2 separate regions of the Mus musculus genome follow, and region 1 is linked to region 2. Evidence: chromatin contacts called from public HiChIP or PLAC-seq data. All regions are on one chromosome and are shown on one strand. Each heading gives the region's core, a stretch centred on a gene start, on an enhancer-like site or on the middle of the called end of the contact. The rest is flanking DNA. Distances are from core to core; before and after follow the strand shown.

What was found. HiChIP or PLAC-seq counts read pairs in DNA pulled down with a chosen protein or histone mark.
Region 1: a FOXA1 HiChIP or PLAC-seq map of pancreatic cancer cells shows a contact between it and region 2. The contact joins the enhancer-like site here to the promoter of Bivm in region 2. A contact is called at or near these places in 4 of 39 promoter capture datasets (the 3T3-L1 cell line, the C10 cell line, embryonic stem cells and 1 more) and 4 of 115 datasets of contacts at active chromatin or transcription factors (bone marrow-derived macrophages, large pre-B cells, memory CD8 T cells and 1 more).

Annotation. Positions count from the first base shown.
Region 1 is chr1:43,125,597-43,130,489 of GRCm38.p6, forward strand. Fhl2 (four and a half LIM domains 2) reads right to left here. Exons shown (of 6, transcript NM_010212.4): 5 at 2,648-2,834. Among named protein-coding and RNA genes, the nearest start is that of AI597479, 29 kb to the left of the region's middle. Within about 2 kb of position 2,790, at least 69 of the 459 cell types and tissues checked have an H3K27ac peak or open chromatin away from gene starts, as enhancers often do. A contact at or near this core is called in memory CD8 T cells and pancreatic cancer cells, where this site is marked.
Region 2 is chr1:44,117,445-44,122,512 of GRCm38.p6, forward strand. Bivm (basic, immunoglobulin-like variable motif containing) reads left to right here and starts at 2,524. Exons shown (of 10, transcript NM_144558.4): 1 at 2,524-2,830. Poglut2 (protein O-glucosyltransferase 2) reads right to left here and starts at 1,329. Exons shown (of 10, transcript NM_023645.3): 1 at 874-1,329. The coding sequence starts at 1,055.

The DNA.
Region 1 (4,893 bases), core at 1,540-4,039, 990 kb before region 2:
CACCCTTGGTTAAGTTCTACAGCAGAGAGCTGGGGCAAAGAGGAGCTTTGGTAGTGGCGTGTGTGTGTGTGTGTGTGTGTGTGTGTGTGTGTGTGTAGAAAAATGTGAACGTCATGGGGGAAGGGAGTATCTCCTTCAAGACTCTTCTTTTGCCCTGAAAGGCCAGCATATGCAACAAGAGGTGGAAAAAGGAGCCAAACAAAACTATATATATATATAAAATTAGGATTCTTCATATATAATTTACTATATACATAGTATATATATATTCAATCTTTATTTTTAAGTTTTATATCCTATAATGTCCCTAACAAGACTGAATTAGCAAATACTGAACTACTGCTTTTAAGAAAGAGCAGGTTTCTAAAATCTTCTATTATGTTTCAAATGACCAAAGATGTTACTCTATGCATGCCTCTCTCTGAATATTAGACATTTTAATTTAATTTAAAATCACTGACATTAAAACTGGTCAACACCTTCTCTAACGTGTTTCCTCTGTTAAGACACATTGCCTTCTTATACTCAAGGGCACTACATGGAAATGCCCTGCCCCCCCAGTCACAAAAAATGTAAAAGACAAAAACAATCCCCACATCATTGTGGGACACATTATTTAAGCAGGGAGCTAGAGGCCAGGCAGTGGTGGTGCATGCCTTTAATCCCAGCACTGAGGAGGCAGAAGGAAGGGTATCTCTGTGAGTTCGAGACCAGCCTGGACTACAGAGTGAGTCCCAGCACAGCTAGGGCTACAAAGGAAGAAGGGAGCTAGAACACAGGGGCAGAGCTTCATCTATCCAGTGTCAGCCAGAGCATAGATGCGTGGGAACTCAAACCCACTGCTGCTTTGTGCACATCTGTGGGTCACTACCAGCAACCTGGGTATTGATTTAAAGTTGCATACCTATATGGATCGATACTGTGGTCAATTATGGATGAGAAGTAAGCATCACTGCACATAGAAAATTTTAAATTAGTGTTTTCCAATTATTCGTAAAAGCAGTATAAATTGTGTTGAAGAGAAAAAGTACTAAGGATCTATTAGAAACCTCATCGAAGCTCGGTATGTATAAGTGTTTGGAAATACAGCTAAGAGTACATTCTAGTTTGCAGTTTCAAAGTTCTTCTATATGTTCTTGAAAATCAATCATTGCTTTTCAGAGCATTAATTCTGCTGTTTTAAAGGAAGAATTCTGGTTCTTCTAACCTTTTCCCCAAATTCTATAACTGCAGCAGACATCCATGTCTAATATAAAGTACTTCACATTCATACTACGTTTCCATAAATTATAAAGTGTTGGAGACATTTCCTTAGCAGAAGCTAGGAAAACAGCTTCAAAGATGGGCAGGCCACTGAAAATGTCCCATTGTCCTCCCAAACTAATTTCAAAGGAAATACAGTATCTAAGTCGCTAGAATCAGATGTCTCAACAAAATTTATCTATTTTGTATATTTTAATTTTACATGCAAATAAAGCATGAACCAAGGCCTGCCAGCTGGGAAGTCCCATAGGAACAAGACAACTTGGTTCTAGGCAAGGTACACAATGGTCTGCAAGCGTGTCTGTATAAAGAAAGACCCTACCTACAAAGCTATAGGGGAAAGTCTGTGTCTCTCTGCTTCCTGCCACATATGTCTACTGACAGTGCATCAGGGATGATGCAATGTGGGCTGGTTAGCTTTTTGTCAACTCTATACAACCTAGAATTGTCTGGGAAGAGGGAACCTCTTCCAGTAGCCAAGTAGTCTGTCAGGCATTTTCTTGATTAATGATTGACATGGGAGGGGCAAGCCCAATGTGGAGAGTGTGACCCCAGACAGTGGTCCTGGGCTATACAAACAAGCATGTTGAGCAAGACATGAAGAGCAAGCCAGTAAGCAGCACTCCTCTATGGCTCTGCTTGGATTCCTGCCTCCAGGTTCCTGCCCCTTTTGTCTTCATGATGGAGTATAAACAGTAAGACAAAAGAAATCCTTTCCTTCACATGTTGCTTTTAATCATGGTGTTTATCAGAGCAACGAAGAACAAACAAAAACAGGTAGACTGAATGAATGGGATTGGAAAGACCACTTCAAGAAACACTCCTATATATGACAGAATACTTGCACTCTCACCCCCTGCCACTGATTGGTACATGGTGAAAAATCAAAGGGCTTTAGTCTGGAGCCAGTAGTCTTTACCTTCAATATCTTCACCATACTCAATAGCTCAGCCCAAATACTAGTCTGTCAACCAGGCACATTTTGGGCTCTCACTTTGTCTAACTCTTTGGGGACTGTGCTACTCAGAATGTGTCCCCACCTAGCTGTGGTTTGTGGTTAGAAGAGTCTCGTTAAGATGACATGAATACTTCAAATACCAGGTCTGCTGTTGGGGCTGAAATGCACCATTCATTTTGTTCATGTGACTATAATAGACTCAGACCCAAGCAGAAACACTCAATGACATGCCAATGGTTCTGCATCACCAGGCTTAAGGGGAAGCCACCAGCTGTGTTCTGAGGATACACAGCAGAGGCAAAAATGCTTGTTGGGCTCAGAGCCTCAAGATATTAACAACACTCTTATGCTAACACTCTAGACGTCCATGTTGTTCCAGGAAGCAGACAGTCTCTACCCTGGCAATGGCCTTCCCAGGACACTTACCACTAATGGGGTTGGTGCACCCAGCACATTTCTTAGCGTACAAGTCACAGAAGCAGGTCAGGCAGTATGGAAACTCATCCCGTGCTGTGAAGCGTTGCCCAGATAGCTGCTTCTTGCAGGCTGTGCACACAAAGCATTCCTTGTGCCAGGGCTGCTCCCGGTAAGTAACACCTCCTGTGGTGATAGGCTGGGGGAGACAAGTGTATGAGTCAGGGCTACCCCTGTTTCTGGTAAACATCTGTCACTGCTGTTGCCCATGAATGATGTAAGACACGAGCCCCACCCACAACAAATATGCAGTTTGTTAAAGTCGACATGGAGGGACCTGTGGCTCCAGCCACATATGTAGCAAAGGATGGCCTTGTCAGTCATCAGTGGGAGGAGAGGCCCTTGGTCCTGTGAGGGCTCTATGCTCCAGTGTAGGGGGATGGCAGGACCAGGAAGCGGGAGTGGGAGGGTTGGTGAGTGGGGGAGGGGATAGGGGGTTTTCGGAGTGGAAACCAGGAAAAGGGATAACATTTGAAATGTAAATAAAGAAATTATCTAATAAAAAGAAGAGAAGAGGAGAGGAGAGGAGAGGAGAGGAGAGGAGAGGAGAGGAGAGGAGAGGAGAGGAGAGAAGAGAAGAGAAGAGAAGAGAAGAGAAGAGAAGAGAAGAGAAGAGAAGAGAAGAGAAGAGAAGAGAAGAGAAGAGAAGAGAAGAGAAGAGAAGAGAAGAGAAGAGAAAAGAGAAAAGAAAAGGAACTTCATACCCCAGGCACCTCATGTTATCATCCATACCATTGCTACGGTTCCTGGCTTTCTCCCTAGTGATGTGGGGTCTTTAGGTTTCACAGTAGTGCAGGGGAACAGAAGGAATGAGTGCCATGGGGCATTGTCACCATCCCAGATAGGAAGGTAGCACAGTGGTCAGAGATAACATTGAAGGCATCGACTGCTACTTCTGAGCAGCCCTGAGATCCTGTAGCTAGAGACCTCAGTACCTCAGTTCTGTCTACAAAGTCGGAGTGATGAAGAGAAAAGGATGAATCTCTGTGGAAGCCTTCCTTCAAATCCCAGCAACTGATGGCCTCTCCAGCTCTACTCTCATGCTCAGCCTGTACAGTAACTAGAGAGGCAGAAAGGCAGAGGCTTTCTGGAACCTGCATCTGCTGGCGTGGGACCCTGAAGGCCTTTATCCTCGCCCTATCTTAAGTCATAGGAGGTTTCTGAAGAAGCTTCAAGGTGATAAACAGCTTGCCATACCTCAACTGCATCCAGTAACCTCCAAATATTGCTCTCCATATGAGTTTAAATCATGGTGGAGAGTAGAATCAGAAGTCAGGGGAGGCTAAGTGAGCCTCACCTCGACGTGCAGTGGCCACAGAAGATAGGCCCTGCCCCAGTGCTCTTTACCTTATGAACAGTATGGCAGCATTTGGCCATTTCTGAAGTCCCTGCATGAAGCTTGTGTGGCAAGATGCTATTTTTAGGCTGTAGATGAAGCAACTGAGTCCCAGATATTGTCCAAGAATTAAGTCAGAATCAGTTAATGACAAGGCAAGAAGGAGAATTAAGACTCCCTTCTGTCCAGTGCTCTTGTCATTAAACCACACATGAGAAATCATTTGCCCTGCCCCAGAAATGGAATTTATGAAAAAATATTCTGGGTCTCCATGTTCTGGGAGATAGAGGAAGCATGTATATATAAGGTGATGCTTGCTCTGTCTTGAGTTTCCTCTGGTCCTCCCTATGTGTTCTGGATCTAGTACCCTTCACACCCTTCTCCGCTCTTCTGTCTCCTATACCCTATGCTCCCCCACTTCCTCCCTCCCCTCCCCCCTCTCCCTTCCCCTCTCCCCTCCTTCCCATCCCCCTCCCCCTCCCCTTTCCTTTTCCCCTTCCTTCCCCTCCCTCACTTCCTCCCCTCCCCCACTTACTCCACTTCCCTTACTCCTCTCCCCTTCCCTTCCTCCCCTTCCCCCTTCTTACTCTTCCCCTTCCTCCACCTTTCTTTCCCCCCTTCCCCCTTCCTCTCCCTTCCTGCCCCTTCCTCCTCTTAACCCTTCTACCTCACATCTTTTATTCACTCCCCCAAGACTCCTCCTCTCTTCATACTTTCCACTTCCTCCCACTCCCTCCACATCTCCTCACACCCTCCTCCACCCCTCTTCACACCACAGCAGCTGGCTCAGCTTCACTTCATCTTAAGCATGGCTTTCTTGGAGATTTCTTTCCTCAATACCCCCAACCTCCACCCTCCACCC
Region 2 (5,068 bases), core at 1,274-3,773:
ATTTCATTAGATAGTTGCCAGGAGATAACACTTAAGACTAGCAATCTATTTAGCATACCAAACAGAGCACTATCAGTGTACTATTATTAATTCATAACCAACACAGCTGGCAATTTGTCATTTGTAACATGTTTACTTCAAGGATGACCTTATTTGAAAAATTGTTCTTAATGGCTTAAAATACAATCCAGTACTGTGGGGCTAGGGAGATAGCTGAATGGTTTAGAGCATTTACCATTATGTAAAAGACTTAGTTCAGTTCCTAGTATCCATTGTCCTTAAGGCTCACAACTATCTGCAGTTTCAGCTCAAGGAGATTCAAGGCCCTCTTCTGGCTTCCTCCAGCACTTGGGTGTGAGTATACACCCTACCCACATCATGTAATTAAAATATTACTACTAATAAAAGTCTAACAAATATACCAGTACTCTAAATTATGTTTAGTTATGGGGGAAATCAAAATAACTGGTCATCATGTTAGTAACACAAGTGTTTTGGACTGAATATTCCTGCATTTTGAATGCATTTAGTTTCTAGTGTTTAGTTTTCCCATTTAAAAATAACGGAGATTTGTTTAGCCTCAATTCCCATCTAAACAGCCAAGAAGAGAGCTGTTATTTTAGCAATATTATTTACACTATACATATTTCAGAATTATTAAGTCACAGAGAAAAGTTGATTTTGAAGGAAAAGTCTATTATAACCAGATGTAGACAGCACTCGAGAATTCTGGAATGTAAATGGACAGCAGTAAAGACGAGTCGGGGCATATAAAGATGAAGGACAAAACCAAAATAAACAACAGGAACAAAAACCCCTCGAGTTATTTTAAACCGCGATCTCAAATAGTTGAGGAGTCATTTCTCCACTTACTGTTCCCCTGAGGTATCCACCGCCCGAATGTAGAAATAGCGGGCAGGAAGGACCACGTGTGCTTTTAGCCCGGGTCCCCATATTTCGCTCTTCTCTGGGCTCAGCCTCCTCTCTCCGCCGGTCTGGGCAAGTGCTGGCACAGTCCCCAGAAAAAGGCAGGAAAGCAGCGAAATGCTGAACATTTACAAGACCGAGTCTTGGAAGATCCACGAATAAATGCAAACGTGCTAAGTGGACGGAGCTAGCCTGGGTAGGTAGGAGGACGGTGGTCAGTCCTAGCAGCAGTCAAAGTCCCTAAAGTGTCGCTTGACGTGCGGGGTCCGCGCGTGGGACTATGCTGTGCCCAAGAATGTCACAACCCGAGCGGTGGCATGTCCAGGAGAAGGATGCCACACGTTCTGCTGAACCTGGTTAAGAACCGCAGGCTCCACTTTCTCCGGACAATGACAAACTTGTGTTACTCTTGCCACTAGAGCATCACTTTGGGAACGAATCCGTCGCAAGTTCTAGCCAAGGTGAGAGGAGAAGGATTGGCCTGCGCTGTGACCAGTCTTAGTAAAGTCTTCTGCTAGTGGATGAGTGGGTCAGAGTGGAAAACGCGTCCCGGGCCCCTTAGCTTCCTGGGATATGTAGTCCGCCATAGGACTAGCGGAAATCCTGCCAGGAGTTCACCCCCAACTACTTTCGTCCCTTCCCTCCGTCCCTCACTCTCCCTCCTCCTTTCTCCCCCCCTACCTTCCTTTCTACTTCTTTTTTCAACTTTGGAGCACGGCTTTCTGGCAACCTTAAATACTACAGTTGCGCAACTAGCATGTCTGGAGTCACAGCAAAGATTTCCCAACTTATATTTTGTTCAAGGTATCCACCGCAAATGGCAGGTATATAGTAAACGCTGAAAGGGAGGCTAGGTGTTATCAATGATACCCAGTCACTCGGTGCTATTCTTGTGCGCTCAATGGGACGAAAGATTCTGGGCCTTGGGTAGGAGACTTGAGGATGCAGATCTGGTGTTGCCTTCCAGCACCAGAGTTCCGGGACCCAACAGGAACAGAGGTATTCCCCAGCGGAGGGCCTAGCCCAGGCACTGCGGTGCGCTCCGCCTCTCCGTAGCGCCGTCACTGCCTCGTTGCAGGACAACCCCCACCCCCACCCCCACCCCGCCGCGCCCCTGGAAGGATCTGGGTCGAGCTGAGTCTCTGAGGAGAGATGTAAGGGATAGAAATCACCAGAAGAAAGCTCGGCCTGAGGGGGGTGCATCCGTGGGTATCCCTGTACTCTCTTCAGGAGCGGGTCTCCACGCTGCGCTAGCGGATCCCAGGCACCCGGCCTGCAGTGGCCATCCTCTCTTTGCACCCTCGCTTCTCGGCCAGTGAGGTCAAGAGGAGTAGCAGGCTTTGTCCTCCCTCCACGGGGTAAGGGGCGTGGAAAACATAGACGGCCTGGTTGTGAGCCAAGGCAAGGGGATTCTTTTTCCCCCTGCCCCCCCCCCCCCCCCGCTATTGTTATTATTGGTGATATAATCATTCATCGCGGCCTCCCCTCCCAGCTCTCAGGCTGTCACTGTCTGCGTGCCACCAGCCTCTCCAGTCCCTAGCGCGTAGGAAGCGGCCCCCTTCAGGCCTGCGCGCTCCCCCTCCTGGCGAGCCTTTTCTTCCGGCTGGGAGTGAGGGAGCAGGCCGGGAGGAGGTTACAAGGCTTTAGATCTGGTCTTGGCCAGTGGGGACTAGGGACGCCTGGCACTGGGTTGGCCACCGCAGGACAGTAGTGGGAACCCGGCACAGTAGCGCTGCAGCAGTTGCACTTGCAACATCCCTGCTCTCCCGGTTCTCCTCCACCTGCACCTTTGTCACCTTCAGGTGCTTCGGAGCCTCAAAGAGGGGGCAGTGGGAAGTCTCCTGGCTCCTCAGAGTCTGAACTCCAGAGGGCATCATGTGCTGCATGAATCTCATACTCACAGGTAGGCCTCCCAGGTCTGGTCTGGTAGTCTAGGCAAGGGCGCTGATAGAAAAGGGGGGCGGGGGGGGCACCTGGCTGCTGTCTTAGCAGCTCTTATCAATCCTCAGCAAAACACTTTTCTGGGTCTCAGTTGCTTTCTATGCAGAATATTGATTATACTGTTTGTGATATGTGGAAGGCTTTACTGAGATTTTATTGGATGTCTAGCTCTCTACTGAATGTGATACTTCAGCATGTAGACACGAAAGGCACATAAATGGAAAAGAATAAACTCAGGCAATCGATATCGGTTTTGCAAACAGTATGTTTATTTGACAGAATTGTTCATTCCAAAGACTTTCATAAGTCATTCCTCTAGTGCCGTCCTAGAAGCTTGGGGTTTATATTGCTTATGAGATACTGTGAATAAATTGAGTGGTATTCCGCAAGTCCTAATATGTTAATCAAAACGAGGGAGAACAATTTCAATAATGCCTAGTGCATTGTAGACACCTAAAAATGTTTGTTAGACCTGGCTTCTACAAGACTAGGCCTGGAGATGCAATTTCAGGAAAACTAGACTTTCAGGAGTTAACCATTTGTGTACACACACACACACACACACACACACACACACACACATTTAGAAAGCTTAATCATATTCTAGAAAGAAAAGTTCCTCACTATGGATAGGGTATCTGGCCTAGTTAGAACAGCAAAAAAAAAAAAAAAGTTCTTCAGAAAGTGACATTTGAGTATAACTTTGAAAGATGGATGAGAATGAATAATTAGTAAGGGGCTACAGGAAGACAACATTCAGAAAACCAAAAAGTAATGTGGAAGGACAGAAGAAGGTATGTAGGGTAAGGAGTTGATCTTTTGCTTCAATAGCTGAGGGCCTTAGGCAGAAAATTTCTATGAGGATATATATGTAGCAGACTTTACTCTTTGATGTCTATGCAGGGATCAGACTAGAAAGAACAGCTCAAAGGGTGGGTGGCATGAAGTTATAAGCATAAAGATAAAAGCAGATATAAACCCCAGATAGCTGCAGATACAGTGCTGGACAATCAATCAGCCTTCATAACTCCGTTTTCCCTGAGACTACCATTGCATCTTACTAGAATAATCTATGCCTGTAATGGTCTTGTTTCCAGTAGTTGTGGCTTTCTTCATTCTAAGAAAGCAGGCTCTGAGTGAAGTCCTAAGGATACCATAGCAGAAGCCCTTCAGAGTTTAACTACAAAGGGTGGAGATGCAGATCAGTCACGGGATGCAAAGAAGTAGAGTGCCAGCATGGGTTCTGGGTCATTCTTTTTCATTTTCTGTGAATATCTTCTGATATTTCATAATTTTCTACAATATACTTTGTGTCATCAAACCTATAAATATATGTATTTTCAGAGATATTCACATAAAACAGTGGTTCAAATGAGGAAATGTTGATATCTTTCATTTTCAGTGACAACTATGTAAAATCTTCAGGTAGATGGCAGGTTTGTTTGTTTTTTTTTAAGATAAAATGAGAGCAAAGAGATTATTTTTATTCAGTGACCATTGCTTAAAGCATACAATCCAAAACCAGATGGTTGCATGTTTTATAAATCAAGTGTTTTACTCTTAACAGCTTCATCTCCTAGCAATTTCCATTGTATTTTTTCATTCATAAATGAACCTGTTTCCCTTGGCAATGTTATTTGGTTAGCTTTGGTTATTTGAGCTAGGGTCTTGCCCGGTGTGTACTGGGCTAGATCAGAAGTAGCTGTGTAGTTTAGTCTAGAGTAGATCTTGCAGCAGCTCTCTTGTATCTGCATCTTGAGTCTTGGAATTACAGAAATGGGCTACCACGTTCTATTTTGACCATACTTTTTTTCTTTCCATATGTTCCAAATGAGCATAAAACCATCAAACTCTGGTACATTGTACTAGTCCCATAGGCAAAATTATATTCAAGGTGAGCGAGGCAGTGATGGCAAGGTAAGGTTAATGTCGGGTTGTGATCTACAAAAGGTAGAGCCTGGGGTGCCTGGGATGTACTGAATCAAGCTTTCCCACTGCCCCAGCTGACCATCTGTTGTTTCCTATCGTTCCACACCCAACCACAGACACATTATACCCCTCTACCACACAGCTTTTAAAGAAGAACGTGAGCATCACAGACAGGAAGTGGGCAATGGAGAAGTGGAGAAACTCAGTGCTCAGAGGAAAGGAAGCAGTGTGGTCTGCAAGCCTCATGCACTGTACATCCTTTGAGTCTTCT